Linked DNA regions of Ovis aries: region 1 is linked to region 2. Evidence: chromatin contacts called from public Hi-C data. All regions are on one chromosome and are shown on one strand. The core of a region is the stretch at or near the end of the contact, and the rest is flanking DNA. Distances in the headings are between cores, read along the strand shown. Region 1 overlaps ADGRG1 (adhesion G protein-coupled receptor G1). Region 2 has its middle 21 kb from the start of ADGRG1.

Region 1 (5,934 bases), core at 2,767-5,266, 48 kb after region 2:
GCTTCAGCTGCTCCTTGTGGGGAGGGCTGTGGGGAGCCCTGCATGTGGGTTGCAGGCTGCCCCAGGGGCATGGAGCTGTGCAGGGCTGGCGCCACTGTCCCAGGACTGCTCATGACAGGTCCTGCTGTCTGAGGACACCCCTAAACTGCACCAGACCCAACCTTCCTAATCCCTCCCCTTCCCTGAGGTTCTAGATTTTTTCCATCCTCACTCAGTTCCAAAAAGGTTGTGATTCTCAGCTTCTGAAAGCTCTTGCCTCCCCATCACTTTTCTCTCTTTCTTTTTCTCTCTCTGCTCCTCCCTCATTCCCTTTCAGTCTAAGCATTCTAAGTGTCTCTGCTTGAGGTGACTGCGATTGACTTTAATGGCGATCCAGAAACACGGTTGGCACTGCCCCTTTCTCCAAGAGCTGGTGCTGCCGGCCAAAGGGAGGTGCGATGGGGCTGCCATTACCCCAGGTTCCCCCAGGACCTCTGGCCTGGAAGTGTCAAAGATGGTGATGAGTCGCCCTGGGGAACATCACAGCCTAAATGGCTCCTGTAGCCCATCTCCTGCTAGTTAATGGCCTTTGGGACAGCTCAGAGGGGAGGGGAGGGGAGGGGAGGCAGCTGGAGGCTGGGAGGGGGAATGCTGACAGTTTTCTTATCTGTGTGGTGTCAAGATTTCCGAGTGCTCCTCTTTTCACATTGGTAACAGGTGTTCTGCAAAAAAAAAAAAAAAAAAAAGCTCGCACCATCACACTGGGCTGGGAAACTAAGCCCAACCAAGCTCTGTGGATTTTCTTTCTGCAGGACTTATCAGAGCCTTTGATATGTCAATTCATATGGCCAAGTAGGACCTGCAGTGTTTCTCTAGCTTGGGAACTAGTGCTTCTTAGGGAGGAACTTCCCTGTTGCTCACATAGTGAAAAATCTGCTTGCAGTACAGGAGACCTGGGTTCGACCCCTGGGTCAGGAAGATCCTCTGGAGAAAGGAATGGCAACCCACTCCAGTGTTCTTGCCTGGAGAATCCCACGGACAGAGCAGCCTGATGGGCTACAGTCCATGGGCTTGCAAAGAGTCAGACATGACTAAGTGACTAAACACACACAGCTTCTTAGGAAGTGTTTGGCAAAGTTACCTCATGGTAAAGTCAGGGAGATAGTTCCAGAGAAGGGAAGGAAGGGGCTCTGGTGACCGTAATGGCTGAAATCACGGGCTTTGAGGTTTGGTGGACTAAAGTCTGAATCCTGGCTTGGCTACTTACTTCCCTGGGCATCACTTAGGCTTTTTGGATTTCCATTTCCTTTTTACGTTGGGGCAATAATAGTATTTGCTTTATAGAGTTAAGGTGGGATTGAACGACCATTTGTGAAAAGTGCCTTGCGCAGTTTTGGGCACCAAGTGAGTGATCGCTAAATGGGAACTGTCATCTCCTGCTCCCCTTCTTGGATTCCAGCTCCGTTTTGCTGTGCCAGCTAGACCTCTGTTTATTCCCACTCGCCGTCTGCTGTTCTGCCAGGCACTGCGAGGCTGGAGTGCAGGGCAGTCGGGGGAGGATGTGGAGGCTGAAGGCCAGTGTATGGTCCGGAATCCCACTGGGGTCTGGTGGGGGCACCTCCTTTGTTTGTCGAGTACATGGCGTTTCTAAGTTAGACCTTTACAGATATGGCACAAGGTTGGCATCCAGAGGGGAGCACCGGTGTATGCAGAGGTTTGGAGGAGGGAACACTCAAGCCCAGGCTCATCTCTCGTGATGGTGTGCTGGCCTCTGAGGCCTCTTGAGCAAACACTCTAATTGCAGATAAAGCAGGTAGCAGGGTGGGTGGCTCTGGATAACTGGCTCTCGGGGGAACTCGGCGTCCTCTCATCTGCGCAGGTGCCCCTCTCCTGCCCTTCCTCGGTCTCCCCCCAGGGCCAGGGCTCGTCTGGGCACGCGGAGGGAGCCGTGGCCCGGGGACCTGCTGGACAGAAGCCATGGGGCGGCGGGGCCCACGCTGGTGGGGCAGTGCTCCAGAACGTGGGACTCATCCTGGGCAGTGAGCCGGCAAGTCCTTGGCACCCACCGGCCTCCGGGAGGCAGGCAGCTAGCTTAATTTTTATTCTTTTTAATTGTAGAAAAATTCCTGAAACCTGAAGTCACTCTGTTTTCCCTGGCCAGGCCAGAACACCCTTCCTGGGGGGAGTTCTGTGTGGCCACCTAGCTTGGGCTTCAGTCTCCTAGTCTGTGACTGAGGGCGGGGAGAGACGGGCTCCATGTTTGCAAGCAGTGCCTCCTGGAGCCCCGGGCTCTGCTGAGGGGCTGGGGGCCCGGCTGAGAGTGAGGTGTGCTCGGGGGTCCCACCGGGGTCTGGTGGGGGTGCTGCCTTTGTTTGTCGGGTACATGGTGTTTCTAAGTTAGACTGCGTTTATGAGAGTTTGGAAAGGGCTGGTGGAGGGTCCTCTCAGCCCCCCACCCCACCCTCTCTGCTCTGCTCTAACGTCCCTCCTCGCTCCCCTACACACCCGCACACAAGAGCACGCACACCTCATGTGTCCTTCCCTCAAGGCCTTCATGCTCACCCACCCCTCCCTTGGCCAAACCCTTTTCTCCTAAGGCCCTCTGTCCAGGGCTGGGGGAGGGGGAGCCAGCATCTCCATGTTGTCCCCCGTCTGTTGTCCCCACCGCCCCCGACCCTGACCAGCAGCTGAAGATGAGGGCTGGAGCTGGGAAGCTGGGCTGGGTCTTCCCACTGCTGGCTCTCCCTGCAGGAGGGCAGGACTAGGCTCACACCTGGAGACCCACTGGGGCAGGGGCCCCCCTCCCCACACACACACCCCTGCTCCCAGCTGTGCTTAAAGGTCCCAGGCACCCTGATAAATGCTAGGTGAGCCACCCAGGACTGTGATTCATCCTCACCACCACTGAGGTGGAGACGAGACACCACGGGGGAGGCAAGCTGCCCTGGCTCCCGTCCAGAGCGAACCATTTACCACCCAAGTGATCTGGGGCCGGCCCCACCCACCTCTGACTCTGTAAGACAGGGCTCCTGGTGGCATCCCAGCCTTGTAAGCCAGTGGTTCTATGCCCGCAGAGTGTTGGTCAACGGGCTGCCTGGTCAGGCTGGACTCCCAAGCCCCACACCAGACCTGGAGCCTCTGCCCCTCACACGCCGTTATTGTTTAGTCACTCAGTGCAGCTCTTTTGTGACCCCACGGACTGTAGCCCACCAAGCTCCTCTGTCCCTGGGATTTCCCAGGGAAGAATACTAGGGTGGGCTGCCATTTCCTTCTCCAGGGAATCTTCCCAACTCAGGGATCCAACCCGAGGCTCCTGCCCCATCTTCTGCATGGCAGGTGGGTTCTTTACCGCTAAGCCCCTCACATATATTCCATCACAAAACGTTTATGCATCCCTGACAGTACCCTGCATGTATGTGTGCACGTGTTTTCATCCTAATGTTACTGCTCTCCTGGCAAAAAAAAAAAAAAAAAAAAGGAAAAAAAAATTGGGAAAAAAACCCATCAAGCTCATAGCAGCTACTGGGTAAAAATTCCCCGCTACTTCTGATTTGCTGAATGAAGAAAAAAATCTTTTGTGCTATTTTCAGAGATGCTGAATGTCAGTGTGGAGGATCTGTGATAATGCATTTCAGTGAACTTCCTGGGGTGTTTCTGACCCATCGTGGGTTTGGGCACCTCTGATGTGAACTCCTCGTGGCAAAGGTGGGCATATAGGGTTGAGCATAGGCTGTGGACTGCCCCCTACCCCACCACATCAGAACACAGAAGTTAATTCTGATGGCAGTTAGGGAAAGCTTCAAGGGGAGGGCGTGTCTTCACTGAGTTTAGAAAGATGAGTTGGGTCATGGAAAGAGGGAAGCGATCCAGACAGAGAGGCTAGTCGGGGGATGGATAAGCCTGCGGTCCACGCGTGTGTTACTGGCAGGAGAATGCCTGGGGGCCTAGGTCATCTTCCTGGGGAGGCGCCTGCCTGGGAAGGGTTAACCCCAGAGCCACCAAGGTCCTGTCCACTCAACTTCCACCTCTGTCCTCTGAGGAAATGGGTTTTCCAGGGGCCTGGACTGGGCCAGCAGTGACCCGTGGCTCTAAACGGATGGCAGAGGAAGTGAGTCAGGCCTCAGGGGAGAAAGTGAGCCATGAGTCCCCTGCCCATTACCCTCTCCCCCACCGTGAGGATGGGCAGGGCTGGGCCTGCACTGGAGCCGGGGCATCTCCTCCTGGGCCCAGCCAGCCCGAGGGATGGGCAGCCGGGAGTCTTAGCTTAGATGAGCCCTGGCCCCTCCGCTCTGCCTTGATCCTTGGGGACTCTGTGATGGTGGCCCTCATTGTGTCAAACTGGGCCAGATTGTTTTGTTCTCTGCGTGTGTTTACGGAAGGCCTGAGGTCAAGGGCAGCTGCTCTAGAAGGGGCTGGTGGGGGAGGGGCCTCTACTGGAGACTCGGCCCCCTAAATTCTCTCTCCCAGGCTGGAGTTATCTGCACAGCCTGTGGTCTTGGCTGCCACCCACCCACCATTTCTCTCTCCTTTTGTTTGGGGGTCTCCCCAAACCAGAGGAGCAAGAATCTCTAGAAACTATTGGCTCCAGCTCTCCAAGGAGTTCTCTAGAATGACACTGAGGTCCGTGTCTTAGCTCCACCGGTGGGGAAGCTTACAACATCCACTGCCCTAGTCTCAGTTTTCTGATCTGTAAAATGGCAAAACAGCAGGACCGGCCTCACAGGGTGGCTCTGAGGATCTCATGAGAGTGTAGATGGTGCCCCCGTCCAGCCCTCCTTTCCCTCAGAGGCTTCTGGGGACCGGCTCATGTCCGTGCTGTGAGGTGGGAAGTTTTCTGGGTGGGGTTTCAGTCTTCCCAGAAAGGAAATTTCATGCTCGAAGAATTTCCTGTTGAGGTGCTTTGGAAGTTGAGCTGGGGCCCACGAGGGGGTGACGTGGAGGGTGAGAGGGAAGATGTAGGAGTAGGGACCTGTGACGGGCCCAGGGGGCTGGGTGAGGGGCAGGCGTGAGCTGGTCAGGAAGGATACAGAGGTACTGAGCCAACACCTATGGCACCTGCCTTGTGCATATTCCTGCTCTAAATCCTCTATAGATACCAATTCATTCAGTTCTCACAATGACCTTTGAAATAGTCTTGATTTTTATACCTATTTACAGATGACAAAAGTGAGGCCCAGAGAAGGTGAGTAACTAGTCCAGAGACACATGGACATTGAGTAGAGGAATTGATATTTAAACCCAGTCTGGCTCCAGAGTCTACTCTACTAAGGATGGGTTAAAGGAAACCAGGCAGTCCCTCCCCCTCAAATTCCAAGAAACTCTATAAGGCTAGAGTTGTTCACCCTGGAGTGGCTGTTCAAGCAGCCAGGGTAGAGTGGGGATGACCAGGAATGTCAGAGCATGCCATTGACCCCTGTCTGTTGGAATCATGGCATTTCACAAATGCAGCCTCACTTGTATCCCTCTGGTGATGGGAACCTCATTCCCTCTTTCTGCTTTTTTGTTCTCAAAGAGATCAGCCCAGGAAGATAAATGAAAATGGATGACTCTGCCCTGTCCTAGGCACTGTTTACTGATAGTAGTAATTCACTTCTTTTTTTTTTTTTTTTTTGGTAACTCACTTTGAAAGTCAGTGGGCCAGAGAGATACTTGGATTCTAGCCAGCTCCATCCTTGCTTGCTGTGTAAGGTCAGGAAATCACTGGCCCTCTCTGGGCCTTGAATGCAAATGCCATAATGAAGAACTGGGGCCACATTTGCAAAGTGATCTGTGAACTCTGAGTTCACAGGTATAAAGCGAAAGTCAAATAGGGGTTAGGGAGTTGCCTGGAGGAGATGTGGTTTGTATTGGGGATCAGGTATAGACAGTGATAGGGACTGGCAGAAAGGAGGAGGAAAGAGAAGGGGTCCAGCAGAGGCATACTTCTGTCCCCAGATGCTGGGTTTCCTTCCACTG
Region 2 (5,701 bases), core at 777-3,276:
GACTTACAGCGTTGTGTCAATCTCTGATGTACAGCAAAGTGGTCCAGTTATACATCTGTAAACACCCTTTCTAAAAACTCTTCTCCATCATGGTTTGTCAAAGGGTCTTGAATACAGTTCTCTGCACTATACAGCAGGACCTTGTCGTTTTTCCATTCTGTATTTAATAGCTTACATCTGCAACCCCAGCCTCCCACTCCATCCCTTCCCAACCACCTTGCCCTTCTTCTATTTGTCTCTGATAGGCAGTTGGGACGCTTACAGACAGAAAAACATCAGTCGAATTCACAGCTTGAGGCCCCTGGTCTGCCCCTGTCTGTTGTGCCCGGGGTGACAAGCGTGTGCCCGCCAGTCTACAGCTCTCGTTCTCAGAATGGGCCCCTCCCCTTGCTTCTGCTCTTCTCTATCCCAAGTTGCTTTCTGGGGCCAAGGGGAGGGGCGTGATTCAGTTCTGGTTTACCTTTTTCTCGAGGAGGGGGTTGCAACCCACATGGGAAGGGTCTGCTTTACGTCTCCCCTCCCTGGACTGGTCTTCGGCCTTTACTTCTGTCCTGCTCACTCTGAAGGCCCCCAGACTGAAGCCCAAGTGGGTGGTATCTGTCAATACCTTTCGTACGGAAGTGGCTTTGGTGCTTCTGTCGTGTTGTTTACCTCTCTGGGGTGATATTTTCTCCTCAAATTTAGCCTGCTGCTTCCCCATGATCTTTCTAGCTCTTCAATTAAATTTTTTTTTTTAACTCAACATTTTAAACTGTGTTCAGAGGTAAAAAGAAGTCTGCCACTGCTGAAAACAAAAGTCTCAAGATCAGTTTCAGATCTACTGTGTTGGAGGGTCTGAGGGGACGTTTTGTGTTGGGTCGCATCAGAAAAAATCTTCTCTCTATAAGGATGTCAGTGTCTGCACGCATCCAGCCTACCTCTTGTCTGCACTGTAGTGTACTATGGCCAGGGTGCTAGCATCCTCTGAGACGGAGTGAGCAGAAGTGAGTCAGATACAGCCGGCAGAACTCAGCAAAAGATCAGATGCCTCATGGAGGCAGGAAAGTGGAGCCTGACTCCTCAGTTCCTGGCACATCTCTCAGTGACATCACCTCTGCCCACTTGTCCCCAGACTGCCACTGTAAGGACCTCCTGCCTCCTCCGTGGATGGCTGGTGAAATGAGCGCAGTGCTGTGCCTGATGACACGGCTGACTGGGCAGAAGTCGCAGCTCCCTACCATACGAGTTATGCAACCCAGGAAGCTGCCAAACCTCTCCTGGCCTGAACCAACAGATCTGCAATATGGGATGGGCATAATAGTAACCAGCTTATAGAGTTGATAGGAGAACTGACTAGCCAATAATTGCAATGCCCTTGAGAGAGTGCCTGCAACATAAGAGGCTCTATAAAATCTTTTTAAAATGGGATGAGGTCTCATGCACCTCTCCAGGTCAACTTAATAATAAACACAATATTGCTGTAGCATTTGCTCTTTTAATCTCTTGCCACCCTTCAGTTTAGAGGTGAGAAACTGAGGCCCAGAGAGGGCAGGGATTCCACAAAGCAGCCCAGCAGGCCACCATCTCCTTAACCTGGAGAGGCCCGCTCAGGGTCCCAGCCACACCTCTGCTCCCTCGGACTGGCTGTGTGACTGTGGCCTGGTCTGTTCCCTCTCCGGGCTTTGGTTTCCCCATTGGCAAACCAGGAGGAAAGACCAGTCATCCCTCTGCCTCCAGCTCTATCTGACCAGCGAAGGGTGTTCGGACAAAGCTCCATGGTTTGTTCTGGGAGATTTTGGGGGTTGCAATTGCTGAGGTGATTCAAGGATCCAAGCGGGCTGGGAGGATGTACAGTGGGTCATGAGAGCTGCCTTCCAGGAACCCAGAAGCTTGAGAACTTGCAGCCTCAAACCAGCCGCATCTACCACTTACAGCACTTAGAAAGGTGTTAGTTACCCAGACACCGACTTGGGTAATAGCTTCCCATGGGTCGGGGTTGGGCGGTGGGGGAAGGGACGGACAACTGACGGGTGAGAATTCACATCAGCTCTCTGGCTGGGGGGCCCCAGGCAGGCACAGGGCCCTACTCAGTCTTGTCTTCCCTGAGCTGGGGCAGGACATCTAGGCTCTGGCTTCTGACTCTAGTTCAAGCCAGTCCCTGTCCCTCTCTGGGCCTCAGTCTCACATCAGTGAAATGGGACCAGAGACAGCACAGATAAGTCTCCAAGGCCCCACGTGACCTGACCGTCAGGCAAAAGTGTGACTGTCCCTCCTAGTGTGTGGACTCTAGGGCCTCCACCCAGCCCCACCACAGGGGAAAGGCAGCGCTGAGTGCCCTGACCGCCTACTGTCGGACCTCTCTGAGCCTCAGGGCTCCTCATCTGTGCACAAGGAGAGTGGCAACACCAACGCGACAGGGCTGGGAGGATTCCCTGAGATAATCACCCGGGGCCTGATGCAGTTGTCAGTGCAAAAAGTAATTCCCACTCACCGACATCCCCTGCTGCTGGGCCTCAGGGGCTAGAGGCAGCTCCCCAGCCCTCGCAGGCCCCAGGCCTCCATGCCCAGAGGGAGCCAGACCTGGGAAGAGGCTTTGGCTGTGGTGATTTTGAAGCAGGTGCTACAACCCCCACTCCTGAGGCCTGGGCTCCCACACACTCATATCCTGCCTCCAGGCCAACCCTCAAATTGGTTATCATTTAGTTAGGGCCACCAGCCTGCAGGCAGTTAATTGCGCCTGTCAGCAAAACAGGAAGAACTTTAGCGAGCAATTCATTAATAAAACTGGTGACTCCCAGAGCCGCTTCTTTCAGGAAGGACTGATTTCATTAACCACTTCATCACTCAGGCAAAGGCTGATAATATCAGTGGTTTGCATCCTCCAAGATCCTTGGGGGGGATATAGAATAACTGCTTCTCACTGATAGAGAGTCTGCTCTGTGCCAAGCGGTGTGCTTTGCAAATCCCACCAGATTTGGTCCTTACAATATGAAAGTGTTAGTCGTTCAGTCACGTCTGACTCTTTGCAACCCCATGGACTATGGCCTGCCAGGCTCCTCTGTCTTGAGGATTCTCTAGGCAAGAATACTGAAGTGGGTTGCTGTGCCTTCCTCCAGGGGATCTTCCTGGCTCAAAGATCGAACCCGTGTCTCATATCTTCTGCATTGACGGGTGGGTTCTTTACCACTAGAGCCACCTGAATAAGGTACTATTATTATGCCCATTTTACAGGTGGGAAAATTGAGGCTCTGAAAGATGATTCTCTTCTCCAAGGACACGTAACTATTAATAAGTACAAATGGATCCCAGTCTGTCTGATTCCAAAGGTATTTTCTCCTTGAGTGGTCCCGAAAATGCATGTTTCCCTTTATGGATGGAAGGTCTCAGAACCTGTGAGCTAAGAAACTGTCGCAGGCTTGCAGGAAGTGGGTATGTGGACTCAGGTCTTTTCCTAAAGCAATTCCACTGTTTCAGTGCAAGTGGAGCCCTTAGGTCCTGAAACACGCGGAGGCTGGCTTGTCCCCCCCGCCACGTGTCCACCCCGCCAGCCACTCTCCTGCCCCCCAGACCACCAGCCTCCATCCTCAAGATCTGGATTCTTCCTCTGCAGCTCACTTCTCTATTCTCTGTCTGCAGCGCTCTCCATAAGAGGCAATTGGAATGGAATTTTAGATGGCACAGGGAAATGAATTTGTTTTTTATATTTGTCTTTGGCTGCACTGGGTCTTGGTTGCTTCACGTGGGCTTTCTCTAGTTGTGGTGAATGGGGGCTTCTCTTCATTGCAGTACATGGCCTTCTCTCGGCAGTGGCTTCTCTTGTGGATCACAGGCTCTGGGCATGAGGGCTTCGTAGTTGTGGTGTGTGGGATCAGTAGTTGTAGCTCGCATGTTCTAGAGCACAAGGTTCAGTTGCCTCATGGCACACGGGATCCTCCCAGACTAGGGATCAAACCCATGTCCCTTGCATTGGCAGGAGAATTCTTAACTGGACCACCAGGAAAGTCCCAAGGGAGATCAGGTTTAATATTAGTCTAATGAATAGCTTTTCATTAATTATGGCATGTGACCCTGGTCATTTAACACAGGATGCTGTGTTTTCTTTTAAAAGAAATCATTTGGATTAAGTTTAAAAAGATCCATCGATCTAAAATATTAAGTAAAAATTTGGCAGATTTAATTTCTGGACTTGGAAAAATCTGTGAGAACAAACTTGCCTTCTTGAGTAGGGGATACCTAGCCTGGGTAACCCCTGCCCCCTTCTTAACCAAACAGGTCCGGGGAGGTATTTGTCAGTCTCAAGAGGGTAGTCCTTTCCCAGAGGGGAAGTTGGCCTTCTTCCTCAGCCAACAGACTCGCGCTGCAGCGAGGTTATTTATTTCTTTGAAAATGTTATCAGTGTACTACACATACACACAGTTTAGCATCATGGTTGCCTGGGGTGGAAGTGGCGGGGAGGTTGCCTGCAAAGGAGCATGAAGGAAGTTTCTAGAAAGATGAAAATGCTCTGTATGTTGATTGAGGTGTTTGCTACACAAGTGGGCACGCCTGTCAAATAATCGACTTGTACACTTAAAGTGTGGAGATTTTCTGCAGGGAGATAAAGCCGGTTTGAAAACAATAAAAACCAAAGCCACAAGTATTCTCTTATATTGGGAGCCCCTTGTATTCACTGCTAGTTCTAAATTCTGAGACCTGTGCTTTGCTGCGTGATAGAATATGCTGGTCTCACTGAGCTATTATTTTGGTTGCTCCCGCAAATCAGCATTTACAGAGTTTTGCCGTGTGCTGATCACAACAAGGGTGTTTAGAAAGTCAGAGAGTTACATTTGGCAAAGGGACATCACAACTGATTGTTGGGACAATTGGCTCTCCATTTAGAAGGAAATAAAATTAGATCCCTACCTCACACCATATGCACACATACAAACACTCCAGATAGATTAAAGATGAATGGATTAAATGTTATAAAAAACTATACTGCTAAGTCAGTTCAGTCATGTCCGACTGTGCGACCCCATAGACGGCAGCCCACCAGGCTCCCCTGTCCCTGGGATTCTCTAGGCAAGAACACTGGAGTGGGCTGCCATTTCCTTCTCCAATGCAGGAAAGTGAAAAGTGAAAGTGAAGTCGCTTAGTCATGTCCGACCCTTAGCGACCCCGTGGACTGCAGCCTACCAGGCTCCTCCATCCATGGGATTTTCCAGGCAAGAGTACTGGAGTGGGGTGCCACTGCCTTCTCCAGCGCTTAGTGCTAGTCTTTCCCATTCTATTGTTTTCCTCTATTTCTTTGCATTGATCACTTAGGAAGGCCTTCTTATCAGTCCTTGCTATTCTTTGGAACTCTGCAAGTACCAAGTACCAAATTGCAGTACTTGGGTGCCATCTCAAAATTTAAAGATTGATCTCTGTTAGTTTCCAGGGCAAACCATCCAATATCACAGTAATCCAAGCATGTGACCCAGCCACTATAAAAAACTTCTTCTTCTATAAAACTGTAGAAGTATTAAAATAGAATGTGAAGATTATTTTTTATAATTTTTTTTTTCTCTGTGCTGAGTCTTTGTTGCTCGCTGCATGGGCTTTTCTCAAGTTGTGGTGAGCGGGGGCTACTCTCTAGCTGTGGTGCTTTAGGCTTAGTTGCTCTGCAGCATGTGGGATCTTCCCAGATCAGGGACCAAACCCATGTCTTCTGCATTGGCAGGTGGATTCTTTACCACTCACT

What was found. Hi-C and Micro-C count contacts between places; a contact is called where the count stands out from the background.
Region 1: a Hi-C map of liver shows a contact between it and region 2, with 3 times the contacts expected there. The contact joins two enhancer-like sites. A contact is called at or near these places in 13 of 16 Hi-C or Micro-C datasets (blood, hypothalamus, liver and 6 more).

Annotation. Positions count from the first base shown.
Region 1 is chr14:25,212,760-25,218,693 of ARS-UI_Ramb_v3.0, forward strand. All of the region lies in intron 1 of ADGRG1 (adhesion G protein-coupled receptor G1), which reads left to right. Among named protein-coding and RNA genes, the nearest start is that of TRNAG-CCC, 20 kb to the right of the region's middle. Within about 2 kb of position 4,017, at least 9 of the 54 cell types and tissues checked have an H3K27ac peak or open chromatin away from gene starts, as enhancers often do. A contact at or near this core is called in liver, where this site is marked.
Region 2 is chr14:25,166,760-25,172,460 of ARS-UI_Ramb_v3.0, forward strand. No RefSeq gene overlaps it. Among named protein-coding and RNA genes, the nearest start is that of ADGRG1, 21 kb to the right of the region's middle. Within about 2 kb of position 2,027, at least 4 of the 54 cell types and tissues checked have an H3K27ac peak or open chromatin away from gene starts, as enhancers often do. A contact at or near this core is called in liver, where this site is marked.